Linked DNA regions of Mus musculus: region 2 is linked to region 1. Evidence: chromatin contacts called from public promoter capture Hi-C data. All regions are on one chromosome and are shown on one strand. The core of a region is the stretch at or near the end of the contact, and the rest is flanking DNA. Distances in the headings are between cores, read along the strand shown. Region 1 overlaps Hhat (hedgehog acyltransferase). Region 2 holds the start of Sertad4 (SERTA domain containing 4).

Region 1 (4,137 bases), core at 743-3,242:
GTATCATTGCGCTGTATCTGACTGACTTTTCTCAGGATTCCAGAATGGAAATTGTAAACTGGAACTATACTGATGTATTTCAGGTTTCAAAAAAATTATTGGCTGGTGCAAGGCCCCAGGGGTTAAAAGTTTTTGTTGCTCTATCATAAGACCCTGCTTTGGTTCCTAGCAACCGTATCTGGTGCCCTGCAACTGTCTGTAACTCCAGTTCCAGGGATCCAAAGACCTCTTCTGGCCTTCAAGGGCACCTGCATGCTCATGGTACACATAAACTCATGTAGTTACACACACACACACACACACACTCTAAAAAATATATATATATATTTTGTCTGTTTGAACCAGGGTCTTGTGCAGCCCTGAATGGCCCCAAACTTGCTATGTACGGCTTGGAGCTCCCCATCTTCCAGTTGTCACCTCCCTAGTGCTGGATGACAGATACGTTTCACCATGCCTAGTTTCTCTTTCTTTTTCTGGGGACTGAGCCCAGGGCTTGATATGGACTGAGCCAACCAAATGATACACAAATACCAAATGAGTACCAAGTGAGTATACCAAGTGAGACACACCTCCGTCTGGTTTTTGTGGTTTTGAGACAGGGTTCTTCTATATAGCCCAGGATGACCTTGAACTGCAGACCATCCTCATGAGTTCAGTGGCAAAATAAACAAATACATAAATAAATAATTCATTTTTAAAAAGCTGAAGGTTTGTAATCTTAGGTGGGGGTTAGGGGTGGGGGTGGTGTGAGGGACTGAGGTGGAGGGTGGAGGAGTCGGGTAGGTGGGTGGAGATATAGACAGGCAGATACCCAGGGATTGCTGGTCCACTAGTCTAACCTGTTTGACAAGTTCCAGTCCAGTGAGAGACCTTGTTTCAAAACATAAGGTGGACAGTGTCCCTGAGGGACATCAACCAAGGTTGTCCTCTGATCTCTACATACAAATATATACACTCTCGTGTACACACACACACACACACACACACACACACACACGCACACACGCACAAAGACATAAAAAAAAAACACTACCAATAATGAGTGTTGGGTTGTGTTCCCTTGCAGTACCTCATCAGACGAGAGATGATTTTCTCTTTTTGACCTGCTAATGATATTTTTATTTTAAGGGAATAAAGTTTTCAGGAGCAACCACAGTGACTTCTGCTGTGTACCTTCCCTGGCCATGGTATTTTATCAACCTCTTTTCTCTGAATTGAAAAGACAATCAGTTTCTGAGTGTGCCTGGTCAGACCTCGGTTTTATCCTTGGAGATTCCAACATGGCACCGAGACTCTTTCGTATACCATGGGCCCCTTCCTTTCTTGTAAACCATGTAACTGGTGCCTGAAGTCTCTGTCGCTTGCTTTCACTCTCTTGCAAGCTTGTGGCTACCCAAGTTCCCTTCGAAGCAAGATTCCTCGAAAAGTTCCCAAGTGTTTCTGGGCTATTAGCATATTTACCTTTGTCTTTTTAAGGCAGTGTGATGATAATATTTTTCAAGGTTCCTGAGCTTTTCGGATGTGTCGACCACACTCCAGAGTCAAATACTGCATGTACCTTATGTCCCTGTCTTAAGAAATTGTTCAGATTTATCCATTTAGCAGATTTATTTTCTTTCTCAAAGAACAAAGTTTGGCAGCTTTTCTGTTTTCTGTGATAATCACTTTCTAATGAAAGTAGCCATGTGGGATCCTGCTGACCCAATAGTCTGCAAGCATGCCTTTCTGCAGAAGTTGCCTGTTACTGACATTTGCATAAATGGACTTCTGCCTTCTGTAGATTTGAGGTTTCAGGTCACCTACTTCCCCTTCTTTAGCTGTCAGTGAACTGTTGCTAATGTCTTTGTAAACGAGTGCTAACACCCGGGGATCTAAAAACAGCTTTCCTGGTGCAGAGTTTCTGTCTGACTTGCCACCTCTCATTTCTTTGTTATTATGTAGCAGTTGTCTCCAGAGTAGGATACAGCTGTAGCGAACACGCTTGCCCCACGCTTTCACTTTCCCCTGTTAGCCCTGCAGGCACAGCCATTAATAATCTGGGTCTATGAGAGCATGACACAGCAGCGGTTGTAATAATGAGAGCTTGACACAGCAGCAGTTGTTAAGTGGGCCTTTTCCTTTACATGGTTCATGCAATGCATCAACCTCTCACAGGACAAGGGCTGGGTGAAAAGGCAAGTACTAACTGTTGCAATTGAGGATTTGTTTGCAAGTGGGTTGGTGACTTTAGAGAGCTTATTCTACCATGTGGGTGGGGGAGGCAAGGGATCCTGTCCTTGAACAGGTGGCCTTGCCTAGGGAGCTTGCTGAGGGTGAGAGGGGCCACTGAGGGGACTTTGGTGATAGGACTTGAGTGCCTCGCTCTGCAGGTTGCCAAGGATTGAATCTGTCTCCCAGTGTCCTTACATCAAAGCTTCCAGTGTGTCAGATGGCACTTGACCAAGTCCTTGTCACTCACAAAACTACTGAGTCACTGCCTTCCTCCAGGGATACCAGATCTCTTAGCCCAGCCCCTTTCAGGCTTGCTTTGTTATTGCCTTCTGTGTTGGTTATTGTCCTTACAGAACTTTTCACCAATCACAGCAACGTGGTGGTTGAGAAAACAGGCAATGATGTGGAGTGTCTTCCTCATTCCCTACCTGCTTTATTGCTTTGAGACAGGGTCTCTCACTGATTAGTCTAAGCTAGCTGCTCTGCAGCCTTGGAGATTCTCCAGTTTCCACCTCTCCGGGACTGGGTTTATAGATGTGTGCTGCTGTACTAGGCTTTTCCTGTTTGTCCTGGGGATCTGAACTCAAGACTCCATGAGCACATGAGACTTCATGGTACAGTGAGCACTCTACTAATGATGCCATCTCCCCATGCCCCTCTGCCCAGAACATGGCTCTATCAGCAATTGGCTTAAGTTCAGAGTTCAGGAGGCTTGGTCTGCTTGGGAGGTCTTCCTGACCTTGGTTATTTTGCATCCTATTTACAGATCTCATGTGTTTTTATTGAGTTATTTGTGACCCACATTCTCATTCTCTGAGAGAATTGGAGGAAGAAAGAAGAGGTTGAAGCCCTGGGTCTCAAAAGTCATGGAAAACCTATCCTACCATGTATGTCTCTGCTGTAGCATAGTCTGCTTATGAGGTTTTTTTTATAATAATAATAATAATAAATTTATTTGCCAGAATATGATGATACAGGTATGCCATTTTCTTTTTTTTTTTATTTATTAGGTATTTTCTTCATTTACATTTCCAATGCTATTCCAAAAGTCTCCCATACATCCCCCACTCCCCTACCCACCCACTCCCACTTCTTGGCCCTGGCGTTCCCCTGTACTGAGGCAGATAAAGTTTGCAAGACCAAGGGGCCTCTCTTTCCAATGATGGCCGACTAGGCCATCTTCTGATACATATGCAGCTAGAAACACGAGCTCTGGGGCGGGGGGGGGGGGGTACTGGTTAGTTCATATTGTTGTTCTACCTATAGGGTTGCAGACCCCTTTAGCTCCTTGGGTACTTTCTCTAGCTCCTCCATTGGGGGCCCTGTGATCCATCCAATAGCTGACTGTGAGCATCCACTTCTGTGTTTGCTAAGCCCTGGCATAGCCTCACAAGAGACAGCTATATCAGGGTCCTTTCAGCAAAATCTTGCAGGTATAAGCAATGGTGTCAGCATTTGGAGGCTGATTATGGGATGGATCCCTGGGTATGGCAGTCTGTAGATGGTCCATCCTTTCATCTCAGCTCCAAACTTTATCTCTGTAACTCCTTCCATGGGTGTTTTGTTCCCAATTCTAAGAAGGGGCAAAGTGTCCACACTTTGGTCTTCATTCTTCTTGAGTTTCATGTGTTTTGCAAATTGTATCTTGTATCTTGGGTATTCTAAGTTTCTGGGCTAATATCCACTTATCAGTGAGTACATATCATGTGAGTTCTTTTGTGATTGGGTTACCTCACTCAGGATGATGCCCTCCAGGTCCATCCATTTGCCTAGGAATTTCATGAATTCATTGTTTTTAATAGCTGAGTAGTACTCCATTGTGTAAATGTACCACATTTTCTGTATCCATTCCTCTGTTGAGGGGCATCTAGGTTCTTTCCAGCTTCTGGCTATTATAAATAAGGCTGCTATGAACATAGTGGAGCA
Region 2 (4,137 bases), core at 1,001-3,500, 100 kb before region 1:
TCAATTGCAGCTCAACGTATTTTAAGTTTTATACCCAAGCATTTTTTTCTTGCAAGTTCACACATATCCCAAAATGATGACATCATAGTACTCAGTTGGCTGTTGTTTGTAAATCGCATTCACTCATTCCAAACACTTCACTATTGATTTGTGGTTCTTATGTCATAGCCACAACTTACATTTTTAAATAATGTTTCGCTTTCCGTAGGCACGTGACTGCCTTTTGCGGTAGCATGCTTGTTCAGCTGTGAGCAGGTGGGCACTAAGGGACAGTAACCCTGGCATTAAAAGTGAGTCAGGAAAGCTGCCAGTGAAACAGGGTCAAGTTCATATGCATAGTTGCAAGGGTACAGGGTTTAAATGCAGAAATTTGGTTTGTAGGCACCCCAGGGTGCTATGGAGTTTCCCCAGAAGGCTGGGTTTTAGAGATAAAGCTCTAAAGAAGCAAAAGCAGCTTGTGCTGGATCTTAGTCTCATGTTATTTCTCAATTTTATGCTTAATTTGCTCCTTTTGGTTTTATGTATTTTGACACAGCTAAGTGTGTGTGTGGATTCCCCATAGCCCTTTAAATGCTATGAAACTTTAATATGGGGAGATAAAAACAATAATAAGCCATGCCTCCGAGCCCCACATTTAGTTCTTTATTTGAGCTACAGGATAAACAGTTTTAGGTTAGAATTTGGATTCCCCAAACTGCACTGCTTTAAAGCAGTTGTGCCTCCTCCCTCCAGTGAAGAGTAGACTCTACCCTCAACCTGGACGTGGGACTCTCATGGACTGAAGAAAAAAATTATCTCGAAAATTCCGAAATCATCATCTAATGCCCATCTTGGCATGAGTCAGGGCAATTTAACATGGTTTGGAATGAACCCAAGAAAGCCCAATCTCAGGCGTGCAACCCTGGACTGTCTTTTGGAAAAACTGAAATATGCTGGCCACGGCCTCCTGTTTTCAGCATTGTTCTCTTGGTGTCCTGATACCCTAAGAATTTTTGTGTCTTTGATGCACAGAGTTCAATAGAAACACTTTCTAAATAGATTAGTCCTGACGATGGTTAATATTTGCTACTTTATTGAATAAGGCACATTTACTTCATAAAATAAAAAAAAGGAAATTCACTTAGCTGCATGTCAGTCACCCAAATTTTGAGTGTACAAATGAAATGGAAAACATTTATTACACAAATTTAATTACAATTCTAGGAAATAAACATGCAAATCAGATGGAGCTCAATCTGCAGGCGCTGATCCTCTCCCCCTGGTTTGCAGTCTGTGCGCCTCCTGGATTCGCAGCGACCAGGCAGTCAGAGGCCTGGATCTTGCAGGCGGGAGGATCACTGCTATAAAGAACTGTGTCACATTCAGCGCATCTGGCATAGTAGCAGTTCTTAACACTTTGCACAGGTGCCTCCCTTCCCCCACCCGCGCTTTGTTACGGTCTACCTCTCTAAACCTCTTCCTTCTTTGCACCAGAAGTGACCTCTTCATGACAGAGGGACCCAGACAGCAGTTATGAATCAATGTGTTTGCGGTTTGTTTGTTTTGCTTTTAAAGAAAAACCCAGCCATGCTTGGTGGCACTTGGTAGACAGAGACATACGGATCTCTAAAAGTTCAAGTCCAGCCTGGTCTACACAGTGAGACCCAGTCTCAAAAACAAAACAATAAAAATCCACACAAAAACTAACTCCAATAGAATCCACTACAAGAAGAGGGGGGGGAAATCACTATTTATAAAATAAAATGACTTGAGCTCCTGTCACAGCCTTTCCACCAAGGGCAAGCTTCTTTATTAGTTTTTGTTTGTTTGTCTGTTTGTTTTTCTTGTAGGTTTCCCCCACGGGGATCCGCACCCAGTAGCTGCCAGTTCACGTGGCCGCAGGATGAGTGCTGCCTTGTTACACCCAGGCTGCTGGGGAAGGGATCGAGCGGGCGGGGGAGCGCAAAGGCTCAGTCCAGCTCTGACATCTGTTTCTCATCTCCGTGTGCTGTACAGAGGGGAAGAAAGTCTTTAGTAAGGGGTGGGAAAGGCACAGATTTTTTTTTTCAAATCACACGCACACACAATAAGAAAACTAAAGCAAAATCTAAAAAATAGACAAGACGTCTGGGCAGGTTGCGATGAACGCTTCGTGCGTTGCAGCCCCTGCCTCCCGCGGGCTGCGCGCGTGGGGTCCGGGCTGCGGGCGGGAGCGGCCCGCGCGGCCCCGAGGGCGGAGGCGGAGCGGGGGCGGAGGCAGGGCGGGCGGGGGCGCGGCGCCCCGCGATCTGGCAGAGCGGAGGGAGGCGGGGAGCGCGCTTGTCAGGTTCCCTCTCGCCCCGGGGGCATCCAGCAGAGCCAGGCTCGGAAATCCGCGGGGAAATGGCAAACAGGATTGACGGGTTTCTCGCGCTCCTCGCCAGACACATCGGCTCATTTCCATAACCGTCTGCGGCGGCGGCGGCGGGACCTGCGGGGACCTCGGCCGCCGCGTACCCGGCCACGCCGACTGGGCCCGGGAGGCGCGTGGGCAGCGGCGGCCGCGCGGAGGACGGCGGCGGCTGGAGCGCGGGGCGCGCGGTAAGAGCCGTGACCCCAGGGCGCGCGGGGGCGGGGAGGGTCGCGCGTGGGGCTAGGGCGCAGCTGGACACAGCGGGGCGCGGGGGCGGCGCGCGCTCTCCGGGGTCGCGCGCCCTTCCCGGGAGCTGCGGCGCGCACGAGGCGACCCGGGCGGTGGGCGAAGACCCCGTGGCGGCGAGTCGGGTTTCCCCGGGTAGCAGGAGGGTCGGCCTGGGGCCAAGAGGGTAGGGAGGAGGGCCTGCGGGGCGCAGGGATGCGCGTTCCGCGGAACAAGGCGCCGCTGCCGGAGCTGACACCTTGTGTCCCCCGCCACCTCCGCGCCCGCCCCTGCTCCTGGCTGCGGGCGGCGCTGTCCTCGGCTCACCTCCCCGCGGGCTGCCAGGCCCACGCCCCCGCCTCTAGCAGTCTCCTCGGCCCCGCAACTTTCCCGAGTGCCGGGCCGCAGGAGCGGGGCACCAAGGTCCACCCCTAGCTCCAGCGGCGCGTACCGCGCGGGCGGCAGCAGCTCGGCGAAGGACCAGGGCAGCTGCGGGCTGGAGTGTGGCCCCGCCAGCCGCTGTGAGTCATAGCCTTGGAATCCCACCTTGGCGTGTATTTCCCATAGAAGGAAACTTGGTTTTTAGAAAGAGCGAATAATGATAGCCCTTATTCTTCAGGAGAGGCACTGGGCTCCAGCACCTTGGAAGACAACTTGCCTTTGTTCCCAGACACTTGGGCTGTTTACTTTTCCCTGCGGCCAGCGGCTAGCCGGACGGTGCCCTCGGTCCAGAAAAGGGCTTAAGGGCAGTGATACCAGTCTCCAGGGTGCGTCTGTTTGAGACCCTGGATAAGGGACCCGTCACACCCCTGTACCCCTCCTAGGGCCTGGACTGAGAATGCTAACCCCAAAGCTCCCAGTGGGAAACCTCTGACCTCCTTAGTCGTGTCCGTCCCCCCCCCCACACACACACACCTGCATTCCCAACCCCCAACACCGACAGAGAACTCTTAGCCTCCTGGGACTGCAGCTGGCCATTGCACTTCCCGGGGCACCACAAGGACCTGAAAAAAAAACAAAACAAAAAAAAACCCGACACCTGTCAGGTTTGGAGCGTTGAAGGGTTTTGTTCTTCCCACCCAGCCCCTCCCTCCACCATTGGTTGAACCAGCCAAACTGTTGAGCTTCTGCCTGGGACCGCCTGGAGACCGTGGGTGGGGAAGTCATTTGGCTCTCCAGGACAGAACACTGCAGTTCTCTGGATTGCAGCGGTCACCCCATGCAGTCCAGGGTTGGACTCTGTCTTCCAGCAGCTTAGAGGCACCTTATATAAAATGCTCTGCAATTCCCAATGTCAGGAGGAAGAAGGATACTCCTTCTGTCGTGCTGCTTTATGTCCAGTAGCCCCTGTTAGATTCCCGGCACCCTGAGCCATAGCAGCCAGAATGGCTTCATTCAGGAAAACCAAATTGTATAGAAATGCACTCTGAAGAGCACTCAGTGAAAACTCTCACACTTAGCCTTGAGAGGGTGCTGGAGGGGCCATTCCACACTATCACCTCAGTGACCAAACAGTCTCACAGGAGCCTGAGGGCCACAAG

The links. Promoter capture Hi-C pulls out the DNA fragments that hold promoters and counts their contacts.
Region 2: a contact with region 1 is called in a promoter capture Hi-C map of pre-B cells. The contact joins the promoter of Sertad4 here to the enhancer-like site in region 1. A contact is called at or near these places in 2 of 39 promoter capture datasets (the 3T3-L1 cell line and pre-B cells), 1 of 15 datasets of contacts at CTCF or cohesin (the NIH/3T3 cell line), 21 of 484 Hi-C or Micro-C datasets (the C2C12 cell line, the HL-1 cell line, the N1E-115 cell line and 13 more), 1 of 115 datasets of contacts at active chromatin or transcription factors (fibro-adipogenic progenitors) and 3 of 9 other capture datasets (adipose tissue, liver and pancreatic islet).

Annotation. Positions count from the first base shown.
Region 1 is chr1:192,751,141-192,755,277 of GRCm38.p6, reverse strand. All of the region lies in intron 2 of Hhat (hedgehog acyltransferase), which reads left to right. Among named protein-coding and RNA genes, the nearest start is that of Gm22265, 7.6 kb to the right of the region's middle. Within about 2 kb of position 1,992, at least 165 of the 459 cell types and tissues checked have an H3K27ac peak or open chromatin away from gene starts, as enhancers often do. A contact at or near this core is called in the N1E-115 cell line, adipose tissue, bone marrow-derived dendritic cells and 7 more, where this site is marked.
Region 2 is chr1:192,853,865-192,858,001 of GRCm38.p6, reverse strand. It overlaps Sertad4 (SERTA domain containing 4), which reads left to right and starts at 2,250. Exons shown (of 4, transcript NM_198247.2): 1 at 2,250-2,559. It overlaps Gm15867 (predicted gene 15867), which reads right to left and starts at 3,074. Exons shown (of 2, transcript NR_131748.1): 1 at 2,924-3,074; 2 at 1,146-1,987.